6 separate regions of the Mus musculus genome follow, and regions 2, 3, 4, 5 and 6 are each linked to region 1. Evidence: chromatin contacts called from public HiCAR-type, HiChIP or PLAC-seq and promoter capture Hi-C data. All regions are on one chromosome and are shown on one strand. The core of a region is the stretch at or near the end of the contact, and the rest is flanking DNA. Distances in the headings are between cores, read along the strand shown. Region 1 holds the start of 4932412D23Rik (RIKEN cDNA 4932412D23 gene). Region 2 holds the start of Nepro (nucleolus and neural progenitor protein). Region 3 holds the start of Spice1 (spindle and centriole associated protein 1). Region 4 has its middle 11 kb from the start of Gramd1c. Region 5 holds the start of Zdhhc23 (zinc finger, DHHC domain containing 23). Region 6 holds the start of Qtrt2 (queuine tRNA-ribosyltransferase accessory subunit 2).

Region 1 (4,110 bases), core at 534-3,033:
ATATATTTTACATAGTTGCCCTTATGATTCCTCATCATAATCCTCACATTTACAAAACACTGCAAAGTATCTTTAAAAATTTATGAGAAATGATAAGAATTTGAAGTAGTCATTTCTTCTTAAAGTTATGGGGTTAAGTAGTTGCCCACTTTTGTTAAATTTTACTTAATTTTCTCACGTGAAGCTGATTGTTCTGCACAGACTATTTCCTGTAAAACTTTTACTTAGAGTTTATACACAAATTTAAATCCACACTCGGTAGCACTTTTTACTTTGAACATCCTTCAGTTCTCTTATATTTTAAGCAATTTCTAGATTCTGATAGCCACACCCATAATCTTCAGAAAGGCCCTAATGTACTAATGAAGTCAAGGCCTTGTGCTATTTTTTTTTTTTAAGTCAGGGCTAATTTTGTTTTGCTTATGGTCTGCCAGACTTCTACTTAGTCAAAGCAAACATTTGGTGTTCAAAGTATTTAGTGTGTGTCAAGGAAACCTACGTGAAATCCAGGCTTAAACTTACTTCAAGTCTACCAGAATCTATTTTTCAAGTCTATAATCTATAAGATTATTTTCTGTATTAATAACCAATACTACAAATACAGTTTCTTTGTATGGTTGGTGTTTCTGACAAATCCCTTTCGTGACAAATTAAGCTCCTTAAAAAGTATTAGTTCTTATTTTGGCAGGAATTCTTTTTCTTTGTAGAGTGAAAAGCCATTCTTTTTTCCATCTTAGTCCTTTTAAGGAATTCTTTTCAGGAATCTATCCTTGGCTTCCTGCTGGCCTCAGGCCTCACCCCCTTCCTCCTCCACCCCGCCCTTGCCTGACCAGTATTTGTTAGAATTTGGCTCTGGGGAGTACTATGCTGAGTGACAAATGGATGAAGATGAAGGTTTTATTGAAGCATCTGAACTGCATTTAATTTTCCGTGTTGCTTTATTCCTTCTAGCTCCCAGGATATTGAATTTTGTGGGCTTCAGTTGGGTCGTCAGTACTTCAGGCGTTTAGTAATAAGAAACATAATCTGCTTTTTCCGGTAGGATAATAAATCCTCATTGATATTAAGGGCGGCTCTCTGCAGACGGTTTTACACGGTATTTTTCTGTAGAAACACATTCCCTGGGAGTCCTAAAACTGCTCCCGCCTCTCTGTCTCCCTGGGCCTCAGGTCGCCTCCCGCCCAGCGGTCCCTCCCACCGCCAGGATCCTGCTCGCTAGGACATCCACTGCCCGTGACCACGACACCCCTCCTCCCTGCACTGAACCCCTTCCCTCCCCTCCCCCTCTGGGCGAGCCAGACAGCGGGTAACCGCCGCCTCCGCTGGGGCATCCCGGCTCCATAGGCGGCGCGCGGCAGACACCTGCTTCTCACTGGCCGCCGCCGCTGCCCCTCACCCCGCAGTCCCCGCGACAATTGGCCCCGGGCCGCCGCCCGTCATCCTCTAGCCCCTCTTGGAGTCCCGCCTCTATCCTCGGGTCATTTAAGTTTATCACAAATAAATAAATAAAGGAGGAAATAGAAATGCGTAGAAAGTAAAAGCAGTCAGGAGGGGGCGGGGACGTGGATGAAAAGGAGGGTGGGGAAGTGGAGGAGTAAACAACCAAACTTGATCGTGCCTATACTGACCAATCACCGATCACTACAGTCCGGTCTGACGGCCTCTGTCGACCAATAGTTTCCCAGCTCTTGGATCACTGAATAACCAGAGACAGCTGGCCTCTCTACACAGGGCGCTGGTGGGCGGGAAGAGTTGAGAACATTGACCAATAGACTGTTAAAACTGCTCTGAGTGAAGTTTCCGCTCACCAGTTGATGCTTGAGATAGCGGATTGGGTGTCTCCTAGGCCAATCAAAGATGACAGAGATGAGAGAAGGGGCAGTTAGGGGAGGAGCCGCGGAGGGGAGGAGGAAGAGTGCATTTTGTTTATGGGCGGCAACCTCACGAGGGCTGTCCAAACGCTATTGGTCAGCTGAAGCAGCGAGTGGCATGCGAGCCGCCCAATAGTAGGACAAGGTAGAGGTTCGCGGCTTCGGGCGCCCAATGTGGGCCTTCTGCCGAAGAAGTAGGGGCGGGGGGAAGTTTAGGAGTTGAGGAAAGAAGATTAAAGAGCGCGAGGAGGTAACGCCAAAAACTCTAATTTGTTGTGGGGCGGGCGGGAGGGAGGGGTGTGTGCGTGCGGAGCGCGGCCGGGCGTCTACGAGTCGCGGGGAGTCGGGGGTGACGGGCCGCCGAGGAGGGGGCGGGGTGGGGCCGTGGCGCGAGTTCCGAGCCGCAGCCCGGGGCTTCTGCCCCGCCCCGCCCCGCGCGCCCTCCCGCCGCCCCTCCTCGCGCCCGCCCGGCGGCCTCGCGCGACCCTGCGGGGAGGGTCCGCCGCTGGCCCGGGCGGGGCGTCCGGTCGTTGCCACTGCGTCTAGTCTCTCCTCCCCGCTTCTGGAGTCGCGGCTTCCCAGAAGAGGAGCTGAGGGGCACCGGCCGGGGCTCCGGAGCTGTTGGCGGCGCCGGCTCCCGCCCCTCTCCTCTCCCTCCCTCCGCCCTCCCAGTCGCTTTCCTCCCGCGCAGAGAACTGGCTTCGGAGAACCCGGGCTTGGGCGCGTAGCCCAGCCTGCCTTGCTCTCACCCGTAGACAGGGGGGCTTGGCAAGGATTGAACCCTGTCCTCCTCTCTTTAGCCTTTGGGCCCCTTCCGAAACATTAAAAAAAAAAAAAAAAGTTAACGCTCTCTCATACCTTGAGACATAAAACAAAACAAAACAAAATAACAAAACCTACCCCATCCCCAAATACAGGAGTATGGTTTTGAAGTTCATTCAAATGTGGTCCTCTAATTGTTTTAATGCTTTTCCCTGTGTGGGGGGCTCTCAGTGTCCCCCTTCAGCCCCTCCCCTTCCTAAGGATGCAGAAGAGGCAGGAGGCAGGGATTTCGTAAAAGTTGTATTGATAAACACACTTGCACAAGCATATGCTAGGCACACACACAGACTATAAACATTAGCGAAAAACACAATATGGCGTACAGCTACGCTACCTAGCTCGGTAATCTGATGATCTCTTACTCCGAACCGGGTCAAATCAGGTCTGAAGAAGCAAGACAGTTCTCCAGCAGAAATCTGAATGGCATGGGAAAACATTTGGAAGCCTGCACCTGATGGTATAGTCCTCAGAATCATTGGCCCAGATTTAAGTTGAACATGTTACCTTTTTAGACAGTGAAATTTACTATTTTTTAAACACACACACACACACACACACACACACACACACACACCAGAATGTTACTAAAGTGGACTTTTCTCACTTTGGTATTTTCTGCTATAAAAAATTTCAGCGTATACAGTGATTTCAAGTGAACAGTGTTCCAAGTTACTGCTGCAACTTGTTGCCATTGAAAAACTTAGAACATCCAAATACTAGTTTATGGAAAAATAGTGTGAGCTCTCAATTCAAGGAATCAATGGCTAGTTAACGCTCTCACAGGATTTACTGGGATTCCTGGTTTAGCTTCTTGTCTCAAGGACATTTTTCTATATTGTGGGAATAGACCCCAACCCTCTGACCCTCTCCACAAATGACTATGTCAGGATCTGACTACGTTTTGTATTTTTGCGTTACAGTTAGGTTTGACTTGACTTCTAGGGAAAGTAGATGAAACAAACCAACAAACAACTCGCTTATTCTCTCAGATCCTTGCTCGTTAGAATTCCTAATAAATCGTCAGAGTGCCCACGCAGGTAGGACATGGTGGTACTCCAGCATCTCTTGAATCCTCCCAAGAAACTTGGTTTTAGAATTGTTGAAGAACCACAGATGGTTCTGTTCAGTTGCTCTAGTGTAAAAGCCTAAGATTGGGGTTCTGAATTCCATTGAATTCCATTTGCAGAACTTTGTGTCTGAGGTCAAACGGTGCTGAAATAAACCTGTGAGGAGAAGAAATTGGAGTTTTCTGGAAGTCTCTGAGCTGCCCAGAGAGTGAGGCAATCAGGCATTGGGGCTTTGATTCAGGTCTTAGATGACAGAAGTACAAGCATTTCAGCTATGAAGAGCAGGTTGACAGGTATACCCCCACCAGGCTCCAGAGCAATAATGCCTTTTCCTGATGACCTTCTAGTGT
Region 2 (4,110 bases), core at 1,007-3,506, 1.8 Mb after region 1:
GATATCAGCATAAAATTCTTAGAGGGAGAAAATTCTACTATCAAACTATTAGAAAACAACAAATTTCTTACAAGGTTATAGTGCAATCACTATAATTTCCTATTTTCTGCTTTCTTGCTATGTAGTCCAGATTGTAACCCAAACTCAAGGAAATCCACTTTACCCAGTCTGAGTGCTAAGATTACATGTGTGAAACCAAGCCAGGCTTATTTCTCATTTTAAGGAATACAAAAGAGACTGTGTATGTGTGTCTATATATGAACACGCACATGCATGCAGTAACAAAGGACATCATTTTTTCTATTTAATAGTACCTCACAGTTATTGTAATACTCATTTCTTGGATTATTAAGGTATGTAAGGTTTTACATATTTGGTGGCCATCTGTGTCTATGAGTCCTTCTCTAGAGTCTACAAGTTTTCCAAGCATGACTTAAAAACTATCCTGTACTTCTTCCATGTGCCCAGTTCCTAGAAGCTTCAATTTCAGTATGTATTGCTCATAGAATATAGAACACCATTCCCTTCTCTCTATTCTTCATTATGACCGTGAATCTTCCTTTAGGAAAACACAGACCTCTCATTCTTTCGTTCCTTATCTCTATCATTGCATCACAAATATATCTCTGTCTACAGCTGCCTTATCTTTTCTTTCTGGCTCATAATACAGCTTTTTTAATGTTCAAGTGGATTATTTTACTTAAACACTTGAGTCTATCTCTCCTTGTCTCTGAACAGGGGGAGATATTGCAGGATGCTATTGTAGTGACTTTGAACATGGAGGATGTGGACATGTGCCAAAGAATGCAGCAACCACTAAAAGTCTGGAAAAGTCAAGGAAACTCTTCTTTAAAGCCCTCAGAAGGAAACAGCCCATTAAACAGCTAATTTTAGCTCAGTAAGACTGAACTGGGGCTAGGAAGGCGTTTCAGAGGGTTGGGATGGAGAAGGGATGCCTCTGGGGACTGATCACCAAACACTGAGTTCCAGGATCAGCGGGAGAGCCTGACTCAGAAGCAAAGGTGGGTAGTGGTAAAGGAAGACCCTGACCACTACCCTTAGCCTCCAACGTGCACACACGACACATCTCCAACTAAAATATCTTCTGTCTTCCACAAGTCCAGAAACATTATGTTGATTCTGTTAAGTCTGTGGTAATATGTTACAGCCCAAATAGGAAACTAACACACAGGTAATTTGGTAGTGCATTAGAGGGGCATTTAAGTCGTTATGGTGTGAGGATAGTTTACGAAGTGTTATTAAAGATAGTGATCCCAGAGCTGACTGAAGAAGTGAGATTGTTTCAAAATGGTTCAAATGAAAGAGCAATTAAGCTGGGCAGTGGTGGCACACGCCTTTAATCCCAGCACTTGGGAGGCAGAGGCAGGAGGATTTCTGAGTTCAAGGCCAGCCTGGTCTACAGAGTGAGTTCCAGGACAGCTAGGGCTATACAGAGAAACCCTGTCTCGAAAAACCCAAAAAAACAGAAAAAAAAAAAAAACAAAAAAACAAAAACAAAAACGAGCAATTATCTGTAAGGAACACACAGGACAGAGAGCATCTCAGTAGGGCAAGATTACTTGCGTTAAATACGTCTAGTAAGAGTAAAAATTTGTACAGCAGGCACTGTTCTAAGAAGTCTTTACCCCCAAGCACACTGAGGTCTGAAGAAATTACCTTTTTGGGATAATATATGGTAATCCGCAGACATAATGAAGCAACTTGGCAGTCTCACTTAATGCCCACCAACTGCTCCTCTCCACCCTGCGAAAGAAACCTTATGAACAGAAGCAAGAAGGCCCCAAGGACTTAAAACGAACAATCACCAGTAATCAGTGATCAGAACCAGCAGAGCCTGGAATATTTTGTCGGAGAAAATGACGGTGATAATGGGTGGTCAAGACAACCTCTGGGTTTTTTGTAATTATTGAAGTTGAGCTATATCCAAGCTATATAGTTTTCCTTGACTACTCCAAATAAATCGTGACTACGTGACGAATGTCACATTTGCTGATATGATGCGAGTTCTTCTTTTCAAAATATCCGAGTAAGAGTTAAAAGGCTGGGCCTCACTCGGATCCATCAGTAAAATGCATAGCTTCGAAGTTGCTCTAAAAATGTAGGAGCCTCAGAATACTCTAACACGTTTCTCCTTTCCCAGCGGGTCTAACGGGCCGTGACTCCGCCCCGGGGCGGGCCCCACACCTCCGGCCCGCCCCGCTCCGCCCTCGTCCCCTCCCTCCCTCCCTCTCCTGCCCAGGCCGCTCAACTCGCTCACGCTCCGCTCGGCCTTCCCCGGCCCTCCCACGCCGCTCGAGATGGCCGCTGCGGTGCGGCCGGGTGCGGAGCCGTGGAACCGCGTGAGGATCCCCCAGGCGGGGAACTGCAGCACGCTGACCGTGCGGGACCCCAGCGCCACCCTGGGTGAGTGTGGCCGGCAAGGAAGTCCTAGCGTGTCTCCGGGAACCGGCGGGCGGGCTCACGTGGGACGGGGTGGGACTTCCTGAGCGCGGGGCACGCCGGGAAGGGGAGCGCCAGGCGGAAGGTCCGGCCTGGATAGTGTGGCATGAGGATTGCTGGCAAGCGCCTGGGCTTCGCCGTGACTGTGCTGGAACAGGAGAGCACGACTAGTCCCGGCCCTGCATGTGTAGCCCCCAAACGCTGCCTGGGTCCTGTGCTGTCCCCAAGGATCGGGGCTGTCACCCAAGTACCGTACGCCGGGGCTTCGGACCTCCGGCTTGTCTCTAAAATACAAGAGCTCGTTTTCCCCTTACTGGGCGAGGGAGTTACTCTGGTCTCTCGGTTCTTCTCAAGTGGGGAAAAATGAGATAGTTAGAGCAGTTTGTTTAGAAAACAGGGACTCGCAAAGAGATGTGTGTGGGGGTGGGGTCTGTGTTGTGAGTTTTAATTTAGTTTGTTAGTATATATGCTGTGGAGGTGTTAACCATATAAGAGGGATCGGGCGATTTGATTTACCCGCTCCCAAATCACGGGCCGGCTCTCGTTTGGAACGTTCTTCCCATGATCCTTTAGAAAAGCCTATTGGGTGGGTGGGACGAAAAGATGGGCCCATGCGTATGGCCAAGCCGAAATGAGGATTCTCAGGATTCACGTGGTAAAAAGCGAGAACCAACTTCTGCAAGTAATATGTTCTACATCTCCCCCTGGATTTAATGCTGTGCTACAACCCCGACCCCCCCAAAACGTAATAAAATATTCAAACCTAAATATTATAATGAGGTGGGGGTCTTTCGAATTGTGAGTTAATACCTGGGTTGCCTTAGTTTTTTGTTGTTGTTTTTGTTTTTTGAGACTGAGTTTTCTGTGTAGCCCTGGCTTTCCTGGAACTCACTCTGTAGACCAGGCTGGCCTTGAACTTAGAAGTCCCCCTGCCTCTGCCTCCCCAGTGCTGGGATTAAAGGTGTGCGCCAGAGCGAGAGCAGCCTACCTAAGCTTGAAGGATGTTTAATCACGAAGGGACATTCAGCTACCGGGAGACACAGCTACGAAATACTGTAGTTTTCACGGTTACATCCAACTTTTTGTTTTTGAAGCTGCTTTTGGTCCTATGACTGTCAGTTACTTTTTGTTATTTCTAAGACAGGTTTTACCCCAGTCAAAAATGGGGATAAAAAATAGTACCAGCTTCTTGGCCATATTGGGGAAATGAAAAGGTTGATACCACGAAGCATTTGTAACAGTGCCTGGTTTGACAGTCAAATGACCGTAGCTGTCATTACAGACACATTTGGTAATTGTTAACTAAGTACAACCTATCGAGTATTCTCACCCCTCTTCCCATCTATCTTTCCTACGCAGTTTTAAGTTCTTTCTAATTCCTTAGTCACAATTTTAAAAACAGATTACTATGGGAAATTCACCAACTCCTCATCACCCAGGTAGCTGATTTAATTTCTCCAGATAGGACAGAGCTTTTCACTTAGAATGCTTGTGTTTCCTTTCTGAGCCACCAGATGGAGCCTGACGCCTGCTTCCCAGCTGCTCATGTTCCGATTAGGAAACATTTGTATAACCATTCAGTTACATAATACAATTTCCAGTGGCCCTGGTGGTTTCTCTTTTCTGGATGTAGTTTCCCATTGATATCCA
Region 3 (4,110 bases), core at 826-3,325, 1.5 Mb after region 1:
TCATTTTTTAAAGCTACCATTTCTCCACTAAACTACCTTTATGAAACATTAGTTTTCTACACTTGTATGAGTTTACTTTGAGTTTTGCTTTACTTCATTGATATATTTGAATGACTGTTTTCTTAGTCAGGGTTTGTATTCCTGCATCATGGCCAAGAAGCAAGTTGGGGAGGAAAGGGTTTATTAAGCTCACACTTCCACATTGCTGTTCATCATCAAAGGAAGTTAGGACTGGATCAGGAAGCAGGAGCTGATGCAGAGGCCATGGAGAGATGCTACTGGCTTGCCTCCCCTGGCTAGCTCACCTTGCTTTCTTATAGAACCCAAGACTACCAGCCCAGGGATGGCACCACCCACAACGGGCCCTCCCACCCTTGATCACTAACTGAGAAAATGCCTTACAGCTGGATCTCATGGAGACATTTCCTCAAAGGAGGCTCCTTTCTCTGTGATAACTCCAGCTTGAGTCAAGTTGACACACAAACCCAGACAGTATAACTGTCGATCCATATCATGACATTATGATTGCTATAATCTTCATAATAAGTTTTAAAATCAGTCATGTTTAGAAATCAAATTTTGTTCTTTTGATTTTGGCTATTGTAGGTCTTTCACAAGAATTTCAGAATCAGTTTGCTAATTATTTTTCTAAAGAAAATGCATTTTAATAGGTATGAAATACATAAAATAAACAAGATATATATATATATATATATATATATATATATATATATATATATGGAAAAGAATAAAACAAGGAAGCAAGTGGAACAACATATATTATTGTCCTACTGTCTAGTTTGTTTCTAAAGAGAAATTGTTATATACCCTTTTTATGTTCTTGTGCACATATGTTTTTAGATTTTTTTTCTTTATCACTAGTTTTGATTGATTTGATTATTATGTACTTTGTAGTTTTCTTGTGTGTGTGCATGCGCACACATGTTTCATTGGGTTTTGGAAGTTGAAGGAAAAGATGAACTCTGTGGGTAAATATGTTGATAGAAGGCAGAAACAGTGATGGAAGCGGATTTAAGTTTTCTGAAATTAATTCAGTGTTAAAAACGAAATGAGAAGCAAGTCCATAGACTGGCATGAGGTTAGAGGAGATAAATAAGAAAGTATACTACTGTTATCTAGGGGAGTGAGAGAATTAACGGAGCAGAGACCTAACAGGATGCTCCATCAACTTTAGGTAGGGGCTTACCTAAAGTTGGGGGGCATGAGTCAGCATGGACAAGCACTTAGGAGAGCCAGTGCTGGTTACTTGGCAAGTGACTACAGCAAGTTGGAGAGGAAGGGGTGATGACGATTACATAGACAACACGTCCACATTGGATCAGAGTGGAAAGTCTCAGAAGGCAGTTCATTGCACCTGGATGACACTGAATATACACCTGTTGATCCGTGTGTAGCTTTCCCCTTAACAATTGAAGGTCAGGGGTTTCCAAGGAACTTATCAAGGGTAAGACATTCATTGTAAAGTCCTTAACATGATTTATGAAGTTATGCACATCCTGCCTCCACCCAAGCACAATCACCAAGTTTTCTCAACTTCTATTCCTCCATTGCAGTTTGACGTACATCCTTGCACAGGCAATTCCCTCTGTAGAAATGCTCTTTCTTTTTAAATAATCTACTCCTCCTTTCATTTCAGCTTTCCTGCGATATTGAAATATTCCCATAAGGTCACTATCTAGTTTGTACAGTTCCTTCTTAGCATGTATACAGTTTTCACCTTATACATTTCGGTCGTCAATAGCTTGCTGCTATGGGGTTGTAAACTTGCTGAGAGCAGGGTCAGTTTTAGTTCCCGGTGAACCTAGCGCGTTTGGCTCCACTGGGAGGTAGCAAGACATATTTCTAAGCAAACGATCAAAAGTTAAGGCAAGGAAGTGCGGTATGTGGAGGTTGGTGTGCAAGTTTCTTTTGGAGACTTCTAGAGGCTTATGACAGGCGCGCCATTTGGCCCTTTGGGTGAGAACTGCAGAGCCCCACGCCAGTACCGCCTCTGGGTCGCCTCGGAGGAGCTCGCCGGATGTACGCAAAGGCGTGGGGGCGGAGCTCTGGTAACCCAGGCAACGGCCCGGAAGCCACTTTCCGCGTTCCCCCGTGGCGGGCTCTGTGGTTCTGGAGGCTGAACTTTTAGTCGGGGCGGAGGCACAGTCGGCCAGCGGCAAGGCAGGTTGGGGTGAAGCGGGGGCATAGGGCGAGGAGAAGCGGCCGGCGTCTCCGCCTGGGTCTCGGCGCCCGGGTGGGCGTGCGCACCCCAGGGCCGGCCGCTCGCCTCGCAGAGCCTGAGAGTGCGGTTCCGGGGAGCGCCTGGATCCCCCGCGGGACAGCGGGCCCCGCGCACGCGCGCCGCGTTCCCGCACCCTGCTGGCGGGAGAAATCCCGAGGCCGGCGGGTGATGCAGTTGTTTACTGTCCCGCTAGGGAGTGGCAGAGTATCGGGTGTTGGGACAGGGCGCGTCCTTTAAGTTGAGCGTTTAGGTGAGGGTTTCTAAGGAAGGGGCCGTTTGAAAGTTTGGGACAGGCTTGAGCTTGGGAGTCAAAAATAGGAAATTGTTCCAGACAGTGCATGGCACTGCTTGTGAAGGTCACAGCTGGGTCTCAGTATGGGTGGGAGGGAAAACTGGGGCCGCACGAAGAGCAGCTCTTGAAGTTGGATTTTTCTCTACAGTGGGCTCCATTAAAATCTTACGAGGGAGTAAAACGTTGAGATCCCTGTATCCCTGTATCCGGGTAAGATTGATGGCAGGGACAGTGTTCTGGTTGTCCCCCAGTTTGTTTTCATACTAGTTAAGGTAAATCTGGTAGAATTCCACCATCCCTCCTTAAGAGCAGGCAAGGGCTTCCAGTGGTCTTTTGTATAGCCCTCAAATTGCAGGGGCCCTCAGTTAGCTTTTAGACTGTTATTGTTCAGACTGAAACAAATTCTGTAAATGTTCCACACACACACACACACACACACACACACACACACACACACACCCACTTGCAGAGAACATTTTCTTTCTGATTTTCTCCCCCCATCCCCCTTTCTTTTTTTGTTTTTTTCAAGACAGGGTTTCCCTGTGTAGCCCTGGCTGTCCTGGAGTTCACTCTGTCGACCAGGTTGTCCTCGAACTCAGAAATCTGCTTGCCCCAGCCTCCCAAGTGCTGAGATTTAAGGCTTGGGCCACCACTGCCCAGCATTCTGATTTTCTTTTATTTACTCTTTATTTTCAGCCCGACTTTGTGGAGGGAATTAAGGAGAGGAGGCAGCTTTTCTTCATGTGTATTGAAGATTAGGAACTTCCTTGACACAAAGAATTAACTTTCAGGCTTGCCTTTTGTAAGAAGTTGTTTAGTTATGATCTTTTGAGAAACGTACCTCTGAGAGGGCACAGGCTACTTCTCTGTTTTGTTTTATTTGGTGCCTAGCAAGCACGTTGAAAGTTACTTGATAACGTGGAGTGGATGGATGAATGGGAAGAAAACCTTACAGGAAAATTAATAACAGGCTGTTCAGAATTGTTCCTAGTAGAAATGGAAAAGAACGGACAGATGGGCGGGATATTTCAAGGAAGGATTTATAGATTGTGTTACATAGCAGACAAAGAGACAGTTAGGAACCAGAGGCGATGCTTACGCTTAAGCCAGAGCAACAAGAAGGATGGCAATTCTCTAAGTTTAGTAACTGAGTCAAACAGTTAGGTATCTAGATCTAGAGGATTGGGAGGGCTGTGCCAAACGAGCTGCATCTTACTATACTCTGAGGTGTATGGAAGGGCAGTGAATGCACAGCAAAGGACGCTTGATGTTTTAGGGACAGTTAGGAAACATTCATTAGAAACTGTCTAGTTATGGTCCTTTAGTTATGTGTCTGTGTGCCCGGTATAGGAATAGCTTTGCTGAGAGGTTTCTGAGAATCACTAAGGGGGCTGTTGGACCTCACGATGGTCCAGAAAGCAAGCTCAGTGGAAGTTGGCATATGACTAGACTCATTTGCAGTTTACTGCCATTGCTCACATCCAGTGCGTGGGGGTGTGGTAGGGTTCCCCAGTATTGGGTGAAGGGACACGTGTAAGAGGAGGACAGGACAGGGATAGACCGAGATGAGGGCCCT
Region 4 (4,110 bases), core at 984-3,483, 1.2 Mb after region 1:
TGCTGACACTTTCTTTCACACTCTCTCTGTGGTACAATCTGAGATTATATATATATATATATATATATATATATATATATATATATATATATATATCCTTGTGTGTATGTGTATATATATTTATAGAATATATCATATAAGATATCTTACATCTTAGATATATTATATATTATACAAATATATAATACATAAGATATATATTAATATATAATAAATATAGTTAATGTGGTGTGTTAATATATAATATATTTCATTTATTTTTTTCTACTTTTCTTTCTTCTGCTTCGATTTTCCATAGCCCTTGTATTTGCTATTTTTCAAATCTGCCTGGCATTTGAAACTTTACTACCCATTTATATTTTTATCTATTCCTGTTAAATCCTTACTTGATGGCTTTTGGGGTTTGTTTGTTTGTTTGTTTGTTTGTTGCAAGTCTGTGTAACAAATCTGAGGGCTTGCATGGGGAGTGAGGCAGTGCTCTCCGCTGCGCTACAATCTCCCCTGATACTCCATAGCTTTATTCTACAAGTTTTGGAACCCGGGTGTGTCATTTGTCAAATTTCCTTCTGCTCACTACTAGAGTGTTATACTCAGTCCCCAAACTCTCGGGAGAAACTCACTCCCACGCCACCTAAGCCCAGTTTAGCTAGATGAGTTCTCTTGTCTTTAGTTTGAAGATGTAGGTAGATTTCTCTCCTTGCCAACATTTCCCAGATGGTACAAGTCTTTAAGAGTCATGGCTTTTTGAAGCATTCTCGGTCCTAACCCATGTAAGTTTGAGGGATGCCCTCCTATCCCGTGCCAGGGCCGCCTTGGCATTAGCTCACATGCCTATAACTCAAGCAATCACTTCATTCTTCCTCCTAGCCCTCAAGCACGTTCTTTGTTATTGTATAATCTATAATCCCAGATAAGCATTATGAACATGACTGTAACAGAGGGGAAAATGGCTCAGAGGGAAAGCGTGCTGCACAAGCACGGGTGCTTTCAGAGCTCCAGCATCCATGTACAGGAAGCCAGGCACAACAGCACACACGTGTAACCCTCAGCCTTGGTTGACAGGAAAGAGAACGGCAGATCCTGGGGGAATCTAGCAAAATGGGTGAGCTCCAGGTTCAATCAGAGACCCTGTCTCTAAAGTAGAGAAGGCCAGCAAGATAGTGCAGGGGGTAAAGGCACTTGCCACCAAGTTCGATTATCTGAGTTTGACCCCCAGGTCCCACATAGAGCAGACTCACACAAGTTATCCTTTGACAATACATTCCATGGCATACATGCCCAAACACGTACATGTACATATATACAAAATACATGAAATGAGAGAAAGCTAAATCTGGGCTAGAAAGATGACTCAGCAGTTAAGACTCTGGCTAGTCTTCTCGAGAACCAGGGTTTGACTCCCAGTACCCTCGTTGTGGTCTACAGCCCTCTACAACTCAGTTCCATGGAATCTGCAGCCTTCTCTGGCCACCCCAGTCACTGTGTGCACACGGTGCACAGTCATGAAAGCAGGCAAAACATCCATACGCATAAAATAAAAGCAAATAAGCCTCAAGAATGTAATTTAAATCTAAAACATATACTGACATGGAGAACAGCCTAGGAAAGCCATCCAGCACCAACCTCTGACCTGAACACCTGTATGCACCAACACATATATGCATACAGCGAGCACACACAGTTTACAACAGTGTATTCTGTATCTCTTGATAGTTTTACTAAAATGTTCATTTAATTTAAACATTCCCCTCCTCCTATTGCCAAAAATATTAACTCCTTCTTTCTTATAGTTAAATCTAAAAATGTTAGACAATACCTCCCCAATTTATAAAAGTGCTTAACAAATATATGTATATATATATATACACATATATATGATATATACATAAACATTTTCAAATAGAATTAAATTAAAAGTGATTCTGAGAGAAAACTTCCTTTTTAAAATGCCATCATCATAAAATGCAGCATAGACTTCATAGGTTTGAATAACATGGGCTGTACTCGCCCCAGAACACAACGGGACTACAGGGCAGCTTTCCTCTAAACTTACCAAAGTACTTCACAAACACAATAATTAATCCTCAGTGGCCTTCTTGGCCTCTTTCGACAAAATGTATACTTCAGCTTTAATTAACCCTACGTGTGCCTACGCATCGGGCCTGCAGGGAGTTTTCTCCCCACTTTCAAGCAGAACATTGTAGCTGCGAGTAATGTGAGCATGACCATAACTCAGCGAGAAACCACAGAACTAAGATGTCTGGCTCCTTGGACAACCTAAATTACAGCTGGACTGTGATTAGAGGCTGGCTTAATACTTTCCATATGCTGATCATTATTTGAGTGTAGTATAAAATGAGTATGCTTTATTCTTAAATGTTTTAGAACAAAAGGATAGAAGGGCATGGTTGACTTGAATTCTGAGCACTTTCAAAATTCTCCTGCTCCATCTTCTCTTCCTATTTACTTTCTAAGATTTATATCACCCCTATTCTATGTTAGGAATTTTAAAGATCATAGTGATTTAAGGTGAATACAGAGACTTTCATTTTAGTTACAAATTTCAGAAAACTATAATTTGTTCACTTTTAAAATAAAATCACCAACTAAGCCAGCTAGTAAGGAGATGAGTTTACACAGTTGACAAATATTTTCTAAGGGGAACTTAACCGACTATCAAAGTAAGACAGGAGGGCCAGTGATCAACACCTTATTCACAGAAGTACTGCATCTAGTTAAGTCACCCTCTAAACACACACAACACAGAACCCCAGAGGCCCCTTCCTACTCCCACAAGTGGCTAACTGCACATCACTAAGAGAGCTAACTCAACAAACAGCCCTGTCGCAGAGCTGTCTGCTTGGCCTCTGGGATTTTAATCCATATGGAATATATCATTATTTTAGTTGGTAAGAGAAAAAAAAAAAACTCTCTTTTTTTTTCCCTTTTGCCATGTACTTTTTACTAACAGGTAAAAGACAAAATGTATAAATATTTATTTGCCATTAACTTTATTTTCAATTTCACTTGTTACCATTTTTGGTTTCATGAGGTATAAAAGTCGACAGTGAAAGTTATTTCTCATAGTCTAGGATTAAGCACTGCAATTCGTGTAAGTAAATAAATACATATAAACACACACTCATATATCCCAGCTTTGATCACAAGAGTTAAGTAGAAAACCTGAAGCTATGGCTCTCACCATCAGCAACTATGGAGACTTAGTCCTACCAATACCCTGCATTTAAGCAGTCTTACAAGAAAGACACATATTAGCACATCTATCTAACTGCATACCATTCGGACTGACCTATATTGTCAGACTGTGACTCAATCTCTATTTTACAAGTGATTCCACTGAAGTCAGGTAGGCTGTAGGGCACCCTAGACGGCAAAGCCACTAGGGGCAGAGCAGACGCTATTTTATCCCCAGTGTTCTATTTTCAAGCTAATTCACTCAGGTATGTCACACTGCCCTCCAAGTTCACTATTGTGGAACAGCTGCCTGGATGTATTATTCTTCATTACTGCCTTTTCCTTAGTTCTTGAAACATCAGACTTTAAGAAGTCTGTGGCCTGTTTATCAGACACCTTCCAGGAGCTGTGCCACAGCTTTGGTAATGACAGCAGCTCCTCCCATAGGCATGTAGGGTGCCAGGAAGCCTGTCCCCTGGAGACCCACAACTCTGGTTGTGCGTCCCCTGGTAACCCCGAGGGACTGAAGGGTAAGATCAAAAAACGCAGATCACGGGAGGAGAAGCAACAGGGCTCAGGGCAGGACACGCGCCAGGTGTTGGAGACACATTCATACAACACACAGAGTACGCTGTGGGCTGGGGATCTAGCCTAGTGGTGGAGCATTAAGTCAGCATTCAAAAGTCCATGGGTTAGATCCCTGGAATTAAAAGAAGAAAACAGGGGAGGGACCAGACAGCCCATAACAAGGAGTTTGAAAAGCAGTACAAACCTACCTGGCACTGCATCCTCGAAAGAAATTTTGGTAGCTATGATGCCGCATGAAACCTGATACTTCATCTACTTTTGCTTGAGCCAACCGGCACATGAACTGTGAACTATGAACAAGAGCCAAGAGGTGAAGCTCTGTCCTAA
Region 5 (4,110 bases), core at 1,131-3,630, 1.1 Mb after region 1:
CAGAGGTGGGGCTCTTGGGAAGTGTGAGGTCAACAGAACACACTGTGGATGAGATTAACATCCACACAAAAGAAGACCAAGAAAGGCAGGGTTTTCATCCATTCTGCTGGGTGGGGATACACTGAGCAGATACCACCCATGAGGAAGAGGGGCCACACTAGATACTAAATCTGCCAGCACTTGGACTTTGGGTTTCTCCACCTTTAGAACCGTAGACAGTCCACTTCCATCACTTGTAATGTACCCACTCTGAAGTATTTTGTTGCAGCAGCCTAAGTGGACTAAGACAGGCGAGAAAGAAAAGGTAGTTTAGGTAAAAATAACTGTAGGCTTTTTTTTTAAAGGCACGACACACCTTAAAGTGAATGGGAGATATCACCTGGAGTCAGAGAGTAGTAGGAGTGGTGGGAACAGGGCAGCCTGTCTCCAGGAAAAAAGATAGGGCAGAGGAGAGAACTCAGGACAGCTCAGGCCCCAAGGGCTAGGAGAGAGGAAGAGTTAGCAAAGTTAGTGGCAAAGCCATGGTCCTTCCTGAATGATGGCCATTATGGAACTGGCATACACTCTCCATTCCTTAGTGCAAAGTGCTCTATTTTCCTCAGGATGGATTTTAGACTAAGTCTCAAGAAGCTATATTTAAGGCTACCTATTTAAAAAGAAATACTATAGAAAGAGACAAGGAACAAAGAGGTAATGGGCTTTACCAGTCAAGAGTGACAGAAGACTGCAGTGGTCCCCATGCAAAGCTGTTCTTGGCCTGATTAACAATCTACAGTCACCATGACTGTGTAGCCAGAAGGGACAATTTCTGGGAAAAGCTTGTCTCCAACATCCCTCTTCCTATCACTTTATGCCTTCCATAAGCAGATGTTTAAAATATATATATTTAGAAAAATGGCTAAAAGCAGTTTATTGCTGCTTGATACAAACTGGTTTTAACAGAGGTTAAAAACTCTCTTTTTAGATAGCAATCTCCATCGCTGAGATTGTGGTAAAAGTAAAGGCCAAAGATAAGACAATATTCCAACCAGGACTGTGTTGCTACACACAGAAAAACAGTCACTCCCCACAAGGTGTACATGGCCTCTCTCTCTGGAAATACAGGGTGAACTGAGAACAGAGAAGCTATCTTTTACCCTTCAAGTTCATGTGACCACGTGAGAACAACCCCATGCATGGGTCCTACTAAGATCACTGAAAATACAGAACTTTCTGGAGTGTCCATTTAAACTTGCAGTGTGTGTGCTGGATTGCGTTCTTATATACATCTAATCTACCCTACTATCCTCCATGATCCTTTAAAATGAAAACTGTTAAAATCCTCACACCTGACAGCAAAAAACCAATCCTCTATTTTAGATCCTTTGGAATAGCAAGAACAAACCTCAGCATTCTGGACGGCAAACCTGAAGGAATATATATACATATGTAGGTCTCAACAGAACCAGTGGGGTCAGCATCTGGAAACTGTAAGCTTACCTGTCACAGCCTTCATCGAGGTCTTGACAATCACACAAACAGGCAGCCACGTGGTTCTTTTCCCCATTTCGATCTATGTATTCGCAACAGCACAGGGGCTCCAATTCAGGTTCTTCGGTTTTCTTTTTTTTGACTGGCTTCATATTGCCCTTTAGTGTACGGATTTGTACCTGTCACCATGAGGCATAAGAAGCTCACAGAAGGTAAAGGTGGCAAGAACTCAACTCACATCCTGTAAACACATCCTTGCTTCTCATTAACGCCAACGCCTGAGCAATAAAAAAATGAAAAGGGGGGAAGGGTCCTGCTTTCATCAGGCTTTTCGGGCTCCGCGTGGCCTGACAGGAGGGTTCCTTGACTTCTGGGGCTCTGAGCACCTTCCCCTCCCCTTCCCAGCTAGGCTAGCAACATCTGGGCACCAGCCGTTCCCATGGCGACAGCCGACCACGCGGCCCGGGACAGCAGAGCTAGGGCGGCCCAGTTCACCTGAGGGTGCCGGCTCAAAGGGCCGGGCTGTCCCCACCCCAAGGCTGCGCGCCGTGGAAACTCACCCTCGCAGGTGCAGGCAGCGACGCCCTGGCGCTGCAACCACCCACCGGCCCGGGGATGCCAGGAGCCCCAGCAGCCCCGAGGTCGCCCGTCCAGCCCACTCCGAACCCGCCGCTCCGAGGGCGTGGGCGGGCCTGGAGAATGACCTTGGCGGGGAAGTTACCTGCCCTCCCGACAGAGGCGGGGACCGGGAGGAGGACCGACTCCCCTGGGCGCGGCTGAGCCTGCGACCCCGCACGGCAGGCTCGGGAGTGCCGGGCGGAGTCGCCCACCTGTGAGCACCGCCGGTGCGCGCGCCTGCCGAGCGAGCCAGTCGCCCCCGGTCGCCGCTCCGCAGGTCGGCGCGCGCTTCCGGGTGCCCCGCCCCCGGCGCCGGGATCCCGCCGCCCGCACGTGCGCCGCCTGCCCACGAGGCCCCTCCCCCGCCGCGCTCCGGCCGGGCCACCTCGCACCTGCGCCGGGGCCCTCGCGGTGCCGCCGGGGTGCGGGATCGGACCCCGGCGCTCGCGCGCCGCCAGAGTTCCGCCGGTCGCCTGCGGTCCTCCAGCGCCGGCAACAGGCGTTGGGGTTCGATCCGCACCTTGGCCGCCTTCAGAGGTGCCACCCCACGAGTCGCCCGCCTTCCCTTGAGGCCCGCTGTGGACCCCAAGCCCGGCTTATCCAACTTGTTCTCGCTCGCGAGTCCTGGAGGATGGAGCTGCTTTCCAGCCAGGCCTCGGTGGTACTTTTGATTCAGTAGTCTGCACATTTGCAATGAAATTGCCCAAGAGAGTCCCCTCTGGGTTTGTATTGCAGCACAAATCTGTAAGAACTATGGGCCTACGTACAGGTTTTCCCTACCCCAGGCTTTCTAGGTTTTGGTTTGGTTTTAAGCAGAAACAGAAGAAAAAACGACAACTTAAACATTTCCGGTTTTATTGAAGTCAATCCATACATAACAGATTAAGATCTCATTAATTCTACGTACATATTTAGTGTTTTATCTACAAAGTGACGTTGGTAATCTTTGAGGTATATGGTGAAGTGCTTTAAGAGAAACCACAAAAGCATTCACTTTGACAGTTAACATTTTTCTAAATTTAACAATCTGAAGTTTCTAATCCAGTCACTCAAACTCACAGCCAGAGACTTCCTATGTTCTTATCACAAACAAAACAGAACAGAACAGAACAGAACAAAACAAAGCAGAACAGAACAGAACAGAACAGAAGGTATTACTCCGAAGCCCCCTGCCCCAGGGAGATTAGTTAGGATTCATGAAGAGAAACCCTTCCCTTTAGCCAGTATTTTTATTCCCTACAGGCGTCTCAAAAACATTGTTAGCAATGACATTTGGCTTTGGTGACACTGAGGGAAAGGAAACATTGACTAAAGGCAATGGATATTCAATAAAAATAAATATATGTGCGTGTTCTAGAAAGACAGCTAGAGAACAAAACAATAAATACGTCCTGAACATTTCCTAAATCCCGGGGGACGCAGCTAATTTCAAGTCAAGTCGCCAAGTCCTTATTTTCACAAACCACTGGTGCTGACACAAGTGCCTGAGTGGTTTTCCCGAGAGCCCAAGCTTGCGCCTCTCAACTCCGGTCAGCTTGCATGCCCCCCAGTCTTTATTGCTGAGTGCAAGTTTGTGTCCAGCTTATAATTTGCCAGCAAGACAAGTTAGCTGCTACTGAAAAGTGATTAATTATTTTCTACCTGATGGGCCACCTCTATCATGGGTGTTGCTAAGCTGAATCTAAGCATTACTCATGGACTCAATTTGATCTGTCATGGAATGCCCAGATTTTATAATAATCTTACGACTTCTAAAACTGAAAGTAGTTCATTATGAGCATTGATGTCCTATATACTTCCTTCTCCTAAATTACTGTTCAGTCTTTTTGATATATAAAGGATAATCTCACCTTTGGTACTTATACGTACATACATATATGCACACACATATGTATATATATGTACATGTATATATGTGTGTATATATATACATATATATCCCTTCATTCAGATACAACATGGCCAATGACTCTTTCGGACATACAAAAGGTCTGACCATTGGCCTTGAGGCCAAGTCAAGGA
Region 6 (4,110 bases), core at 1,014-3,513, 1.0 Mb after region 1:
TAAACTTTATTAGGCACATGTGTTAAGAGTTTGGAAATATCCCTCATGGGAATGGATGATGCTATCCAAACCTGTTAGAAAGAAATACAGAAGAAATTTGAAGAAATATCCAATTATCCAATGAAAGTTTAAAAAAATAAATAAGAAAGAGATAAACCCAATGAGGCACATCAAAAATATAAGATGCAGGTCTGGGGAACTGGCTCGGTGGTTAAAAGAACTTGCTATTGGTGCAGAGGAACCAGGTCTGGTCCCTAGTCAGCACATGGCAGTTTACAATCACTTGTAACTCCAGTTCTAGAAGATCGGGTTTCCTATTCTCACTTGAGGGTACCATGCACACTTGTGGTATACATATATACATGTACACAAAAATATTCATACACAGAAAAGAAAAATAAACCTTTAAGAAACAAAGAAAAGGAGGAAGGAAGGATCCAGCAGAGAATGCTGGCACATAATTTAATTCTATCACCTGGGAGGCAGAGAGACAGGCAAATCTCTGTTAAGTTTGAGGCCAGCCTGACTCTAGAGTGTGTTTCAGGCCAGACAGGGCTACAGAATGAGACACCACCCCAACAACAAAAAAAGCAAATGGTAACTTCATCCATTGAAAGGCCTAACAATCATAGTAGTTACATTTATTGGGTACTTACCATGCTTGATACATTAACTACATTAACCCTCAAAACAAATACAACACAGACCCTACTCACCTTTATTTTATAAACTAGTCAAGTGAAGCTAATAAAGTCGCTGTGGGGTGTGAGTAAGAATGGCCCCCACAGGCTCATATATTTGAATGCTTAGTCACCAGGGAGTTGTACTATTTGAAAGGATTAGAAGGATAAGAGTTATGGACTTGTTGGAGGAAATGTGTCACTGGCTTTTAGGTTTCAAAAGTACATGCCAATTCTCTTTGTTCCTATGGATGAGAATGCAGTTCTCAGCTACTGCTCAGGCGTCTGCCTGCATGCCAACATGCTTCCTGCTGTGATGATAATGGACTAAACCTCTAAAACTGTAAGCAAGCCCTCAATCAAACGTTTTCTTTTATAACAGTTGCTTTGGTCATGGTGTCTCTTCACAGCAACAGAACAGTGACTAAGACAGTTACCAGTAGTAACTGGCAGAGTTGTTACTGGAATTATAGATGTATTAGTTTTAGAGGCTATAATATAGGCTAGTGGCTTAAAAGAAACTGAAATTTGTCAAATACAATGTTTCCATATTAACTGTGATAGTTCCCATTTTGCTACAGTGTAATTGTTCTTTTCCCATCTTGCCCCTCTACCTCTAAGCCATCTTCTCCAAATTGACAGCCTTTCTCCAGACTCATCCAAACATTTAAACACACTTGTTCTCCAAAAATGGACACACACTGTATTATATGCACTTCTCTGAACTCTGCTTTTCATTCAGGAAAAAATAGGCACACCTTCCAAAAAATCGCCATGAAACTAACTCTTCCAAAAGAACTAACTACCATTGAGACAGCGGAAAGTCTGAACGTAACACAGCCCATTCAACAATGTTCTTACTGGTTCACACTCAAGTTAGAGGGCAGGTGCTAGGTCTATGGGGCACAGCTTTCCTTATCATATTTCCACCAGTTTATAGTTTGGTTTAGATTCCCTGGCAGAATGTTTTACACACGTTGCTTTTTCAATCATTACAATACTCCCAGGGTTTAGGTACAATCCCATTTTGCCAGTAAGTAAGCTGAATTGCCAACAAGTGGCCGGGTCCAAAGCTCCAGTTCTGAATTTCTGCCCTGCCTTGAAAGCACACACGCCTTCAGTGGGCTGTTCATGACAACATCCAGGCATGGCTATTTAGATTCAATTTTCCCTTAGTTCCATTAGCCATCCCAGGAGCCCTAGACTTTCCTATTCGTATAGCTTCCCAAGTAACTGCTAAACTCAGAAAAACTTGCAGCTGAGAAGCTCATTCTCTGGCAGAGGCCAGGAGAACGGAGGTCCTTTTCTTTCTGAACTGTAACTGGCAATCACACTGGGAGACTCGGAGCTGGCAAAAGCCTAGACCAACAAGAAACCAAGTAATGACGAGGTGGGAACAAGACTGCAACGCAATAAAAAAAAAAAAAAAGTGGGCGCTATTCACCCTCCCTCAACAAGGAAAAGGAACACTCACCGGTTGATAACACAACTCCGCACCCTCAGGACCCTTAAACTCTTCGCAAGAGATAACACGTGTTCCGACTCGTAGAACCCTTGGCCCACTAAACCACGGTCTCCGCCGCAGAGCCAATCCGGAATTTCTGCGTCATCACCAAGCGCCAGAATTACGCAAAGGCCCTGCTAAAGAAGCCCAGTGACCTCCGCCGATGCCATAGTAACAGCGTGAAAGCAAGCTTCCCGCGCAACGCCTCCTGGGAGTAGTAGTTCCGGAATGTCTGACCCCTGTCTAGCTGCTAGGTGGCAGAACTACAACTCCCAGAACCACCTGAAAGCAGTCTGGGAGGAGGCGCAGTTGTCTCTGTTGTGGCCGAAGTCTAGGCCCGAGAGTGCAAAACGTGCTGCTGGCGCCCCAGGGAGGGTCCGCCTCAAAGAAGAAGATGGAGCTGAGTCGCTGGAAACGGTTATCAAGGAAGCTGAATCTCAAGGTGATCCCAGTCGGGAGCTTTGAGGAACATGGGCCGGCCCTAGGCGCCACACAGTCCTGAAGCCAGCCGCTTCCCGCCCTGCGCTTCCTCACTCTTCCCCCGGGGGCATCCTTACCTGGCCTTGGCTACCCTAGAGCCTGCACAGCCCTAGGTAGCGTGATTTAAGGAGCCAAAGGGTCTGTGTACTCACTACTGTGATGGGCTGCATCCTGTAAGGATTATTTCTATCTATGGAGAGGTCTCCTAGTGTCCATCATGGTGAGGGGAATTTGCCCCTAATCCTTACTCTGCCACCAATTTTAGGAAACTTTCCGCACATTTTCTTCTGCCCCCTTCAAATCTGAGTTAAGGGGTCTTTAAAAGGAAAAAAAAAATCATCACACGAAATTCTCTGACGTTATCCCTTATATCTTTCCCTTTCCAGTTTTACACAAGGTATCTAAAATGAACCCAGAAGTCCAGATGGTTGTATCTCAATACTTTATCCATATGGTTATCTCTAAATTTCACGAGCATTCAAAGTTAGAGCCTCCCTGTATCTCTTACCTCTTCTGTGTATTAGCACCTAAAGGCATCAGGAGGTTGAGGAAGAATTGGGGTGGGGGTGGGGGGTAATTAAAAATAAAAGAGACACCATTTAAAACTTGGAACATTACAAAAGTCACAGCCATGCAAAGTCACAGCCACACCAAGTGTGCCTTCCAGAATACCTCTTAACAGTCACAAAAATAGATGCTTTAAATGTAAAGGAGAGTATTGAAATGGAGGGGCTTCAGCTTTCAGCAGCAGAGCAGTTTCACCAGCTGCTCTTACCTTTCAGTTTTACTTTCCTGTAAAAAGAAAAAAAAATCCTCTTAGACGAGTGGCTTTTGTGGGGGCCCCAGGTAATCATTCTTGTGGGTTATCCTAAATATAGCAGCTGTGTGCACAGGGCACATTCCGCTTAGTGAAAACCATGCTCCAGATACCAGAGGGCACAGGCCAGAGCATTAGTGAGTGGAAACTGAGGTTGCTCCATTGCATAATAGATGGGGCCCGAAATAGCATATGAATATAGATTTGATGATGCAAGGCAAAAAAAAAAAAAAAAAAAAAATTGGGACAACTTAGAACTACAAAAAGAGGGATTTTTCCCCCCTGATAGTGCTCATTATTACTGTCTAGAGGATAAAGTAAAATCCATGAGCGCCTTGAAATTCAACTGTGTTTGAATAAGATCAGCTCTTTCTTTGTTGCCATGACAGTTATTTAGACAGAACAGCTGCATTAATTGTGTGTAAGGTGAGATGAAGGTGAAGTGTTAGGTAAGTGAGGGAGGATATTATACCCTTTACAGCAACTTTCTTGTGCCAGTTGATTGGTTTCTTGTCCCGTTGTTTTAAAAAAAAAAAAAAACAAACCCCGAATATTTTTGCAAAGCAAATCCCCTTGCTTACTCAGTGGCTGTTAGAGTTCTGTGAGCTTCTGGATGTCAGAGAACAGAG

What was found. Promoter capture Hi-C pulls out the DNA fragments that hold promoters and counts their contacts. HiCAR-type assays count read pairs that join an accessible place to other places. HiChIP or PLAC-seq counts read pairs in DNA pulled down with a chosen protein or histone mark. Capture Hi-C pulls out chosen DNA fragments and counts their contacts.
Region 2: a contact with region 1 is called in a promoter capture Hi-C map of liver, with 2.2 times the contacts expected there. The contact joins the promoter of Nepro here to the promoter of 4932412D23Rik in region 1. A contact is called at or near these places in 2 of 39 promoter capture datasets (liver and pre-B cells), 1 of 484 Hi-C or Micro-C datasets (rod photoreceptor), 1 of 115 datasets of contacts at active chromatin or transcription factors (astrocytes) and 1 of 9 other capture datasets (liver).
Region 3: an H3K27ac HiChIP or PLAC-seq map of thymic regulatory T cells shows a contact between it and region 1, with 7 times the contacts expected there. The contact joins the promoter of Spice1 here to the promoter of 4932412D23Rik in region 1. A contact is called at or near these places in 3 of 39 promoter capture datasets (hippocampal neurons, liver and pre-B cells), 1 of 484 Hi-C or Micro-C datasets (regulatory T cells), 2 of 115 datasets of contacts at active chromatin or transcription factors (embryonic limb bud and thymic regulatory T cells) and 2 of 9 other capture datasets (adipose tissue and liver).
Region 4: a promoter capture Hi-C map of liver shows a contact between it and region 1, with 2.9 times the contacts expected there. The contact joins the enhancer-like site here to the promoter of 4932412D23Rik in region 1. A contact is called at or near these places in 8 of 39 promoter capture datasets (the 3T3-L1 cell line, cranial neural crest, hippocampal neurons and 4 more), 4 of 115 datasets of contacts at active chromatin or transcription factors (astrocytes, embryonic forebrain, forebrain and 1 more) and 2 of 9 other capture datasets (adipose tissue and liver).
Region 5: a contact with region 1 is called in a promoter capture Hi-C map of embryonic stem cells, with 3 times the contacts expected there. The contact joins the promoter of Zdhhc23 here to the promoter of 4932412D23Rik in region 1. A contact is called at or near these places in 11 of 39 promoter capture datasets (the 3T3-L1 cell line, cranial neural crest, embryonic stem cells and 6 more), 1 of 484 Hi-C or Micro-C datasets (CD4 T cells), 5 of 115 datasets of contacts at active chromatin or transcription factors (astrocytes, embryonic forebrain, forebrain and 2 more) and 2 of 9 other capture datasets (adipose tissue and liver).
Region 6: a contact with region 1 is called in a HiCAR-type map of astrocytes, with 4 times the contacts expected there. The contact joins the promoter of Qtrt2 here to the promoter of 4932412D23Rik in region 1. A contact is called at or near these places in 18 of 39 promoter capture datasets (the 3T3-L1 cell line, 3T3-L1-derived adipocytes, the C10 cell line and 12 more), 12 of 484 Hi-C or Micro-C datasets (CD4 T cells, CD8 T cells, the G1E-ER4 cell line and 8 more), 6 of 115 datasets of contacts at active chromatin or transcription factors (astrocytes, epiblast stem cells, extraembryonic endoderm stem cells and 3 more) and 3 of 9 other capture datasets (adipose tissue, embryonic stem cells and liver).

The regions. Positions count from the first base shown.
Region 1 is chr16:42,873,804-42,877,913 of GRCm38.p6, forward strand. 4932412D23Rik (RIKEN cDNA 4932412D23 gene) reads right to left here and starts at 1,784. Exons shown (of 4, transcript NR_040521.1): 1 at 1,629-1,784. It also overlaps a transcript of Zbtb20 not described here.
Region 2 is chr16:44,722,045-44,726,154 of GRCm38.p6, forward strand. It overlaps Nepro (nucleolus and neural progenitor protein), which reads left to right and starts at 2,257. Exons shown (of 9, transcript NM_145972.4): 1 at 2,257-2,424. The coding sequence starts at 2,319.
Region 3 is chr16:44,345,326-44,349,435 of GRCm38.p6, forward strand. It overlaps Spice1 (spindle and centriole associated protein 1), which reads left to right and starts at 2,076. Exons shown (of 18, transcript NM_144550.4): 1 at 2,076-2,181.
Region 4 is chr16:44,051,213-44,055,322 of GRCm38.p6, forward strand. It overlaps a transcript of Gramd1c not described here. Among named protein-coding and RNA genes, the nearest start is that of Gramd1c, 11 kb to the left of the region's middle. Within about 2 kb of position 2,234, at least 16 of the 459 cell types and tissues checked have an H3K27ac peak or open chromatin away from gene starts, as enhancers often do. A contact at or near this core is called in liver and second pharyngeal arch cranial neural crest, where this site is marked.
Region 5 is chr16:43,977,429-43,981,538 of GRCm38.p6, forward strand. It overlaps Zdhhc23 (zinc finger, DHHC domain containing 23), which reads right to left and starts at 2,381. Exons shown (of 5, transcript NM_001007460.2): 1 at 2,031-2,381; 2 at 1,480-1,748. The coding sequence starts at 1,622. It overlaps Gramd1c (GRAM domain containing 1C), which reads right to left. Exons shown (of 17, transcript NM_001359085.1): 17 at 2,922-4,110. Gm46552 (a long non-coding RNA gene) reads left to right here and starts at 2,445. Exons shown (of 2, transcript XR_001781930.1): 1 at 2,445-2,810.
Region 6 is chr16:43,887,413-43,891,522 of GRCm38.p6, forward strand. Qtrt2 (queuine tRNA-ribosyltransferase accessory subunit 2) reads right to left here and starts at 2,264. Exons shown (of 9, transcript NM_001356329.1): 1 at 2,155-2,264. It overlaps Ccdc191 (coiled-coil domain containing 191), which reads left to right and starts at 2,490. Exons shown (of 16, transcript NM_027801.1): 1 at 2,490-2,626. The coding sequence starts at 2,579.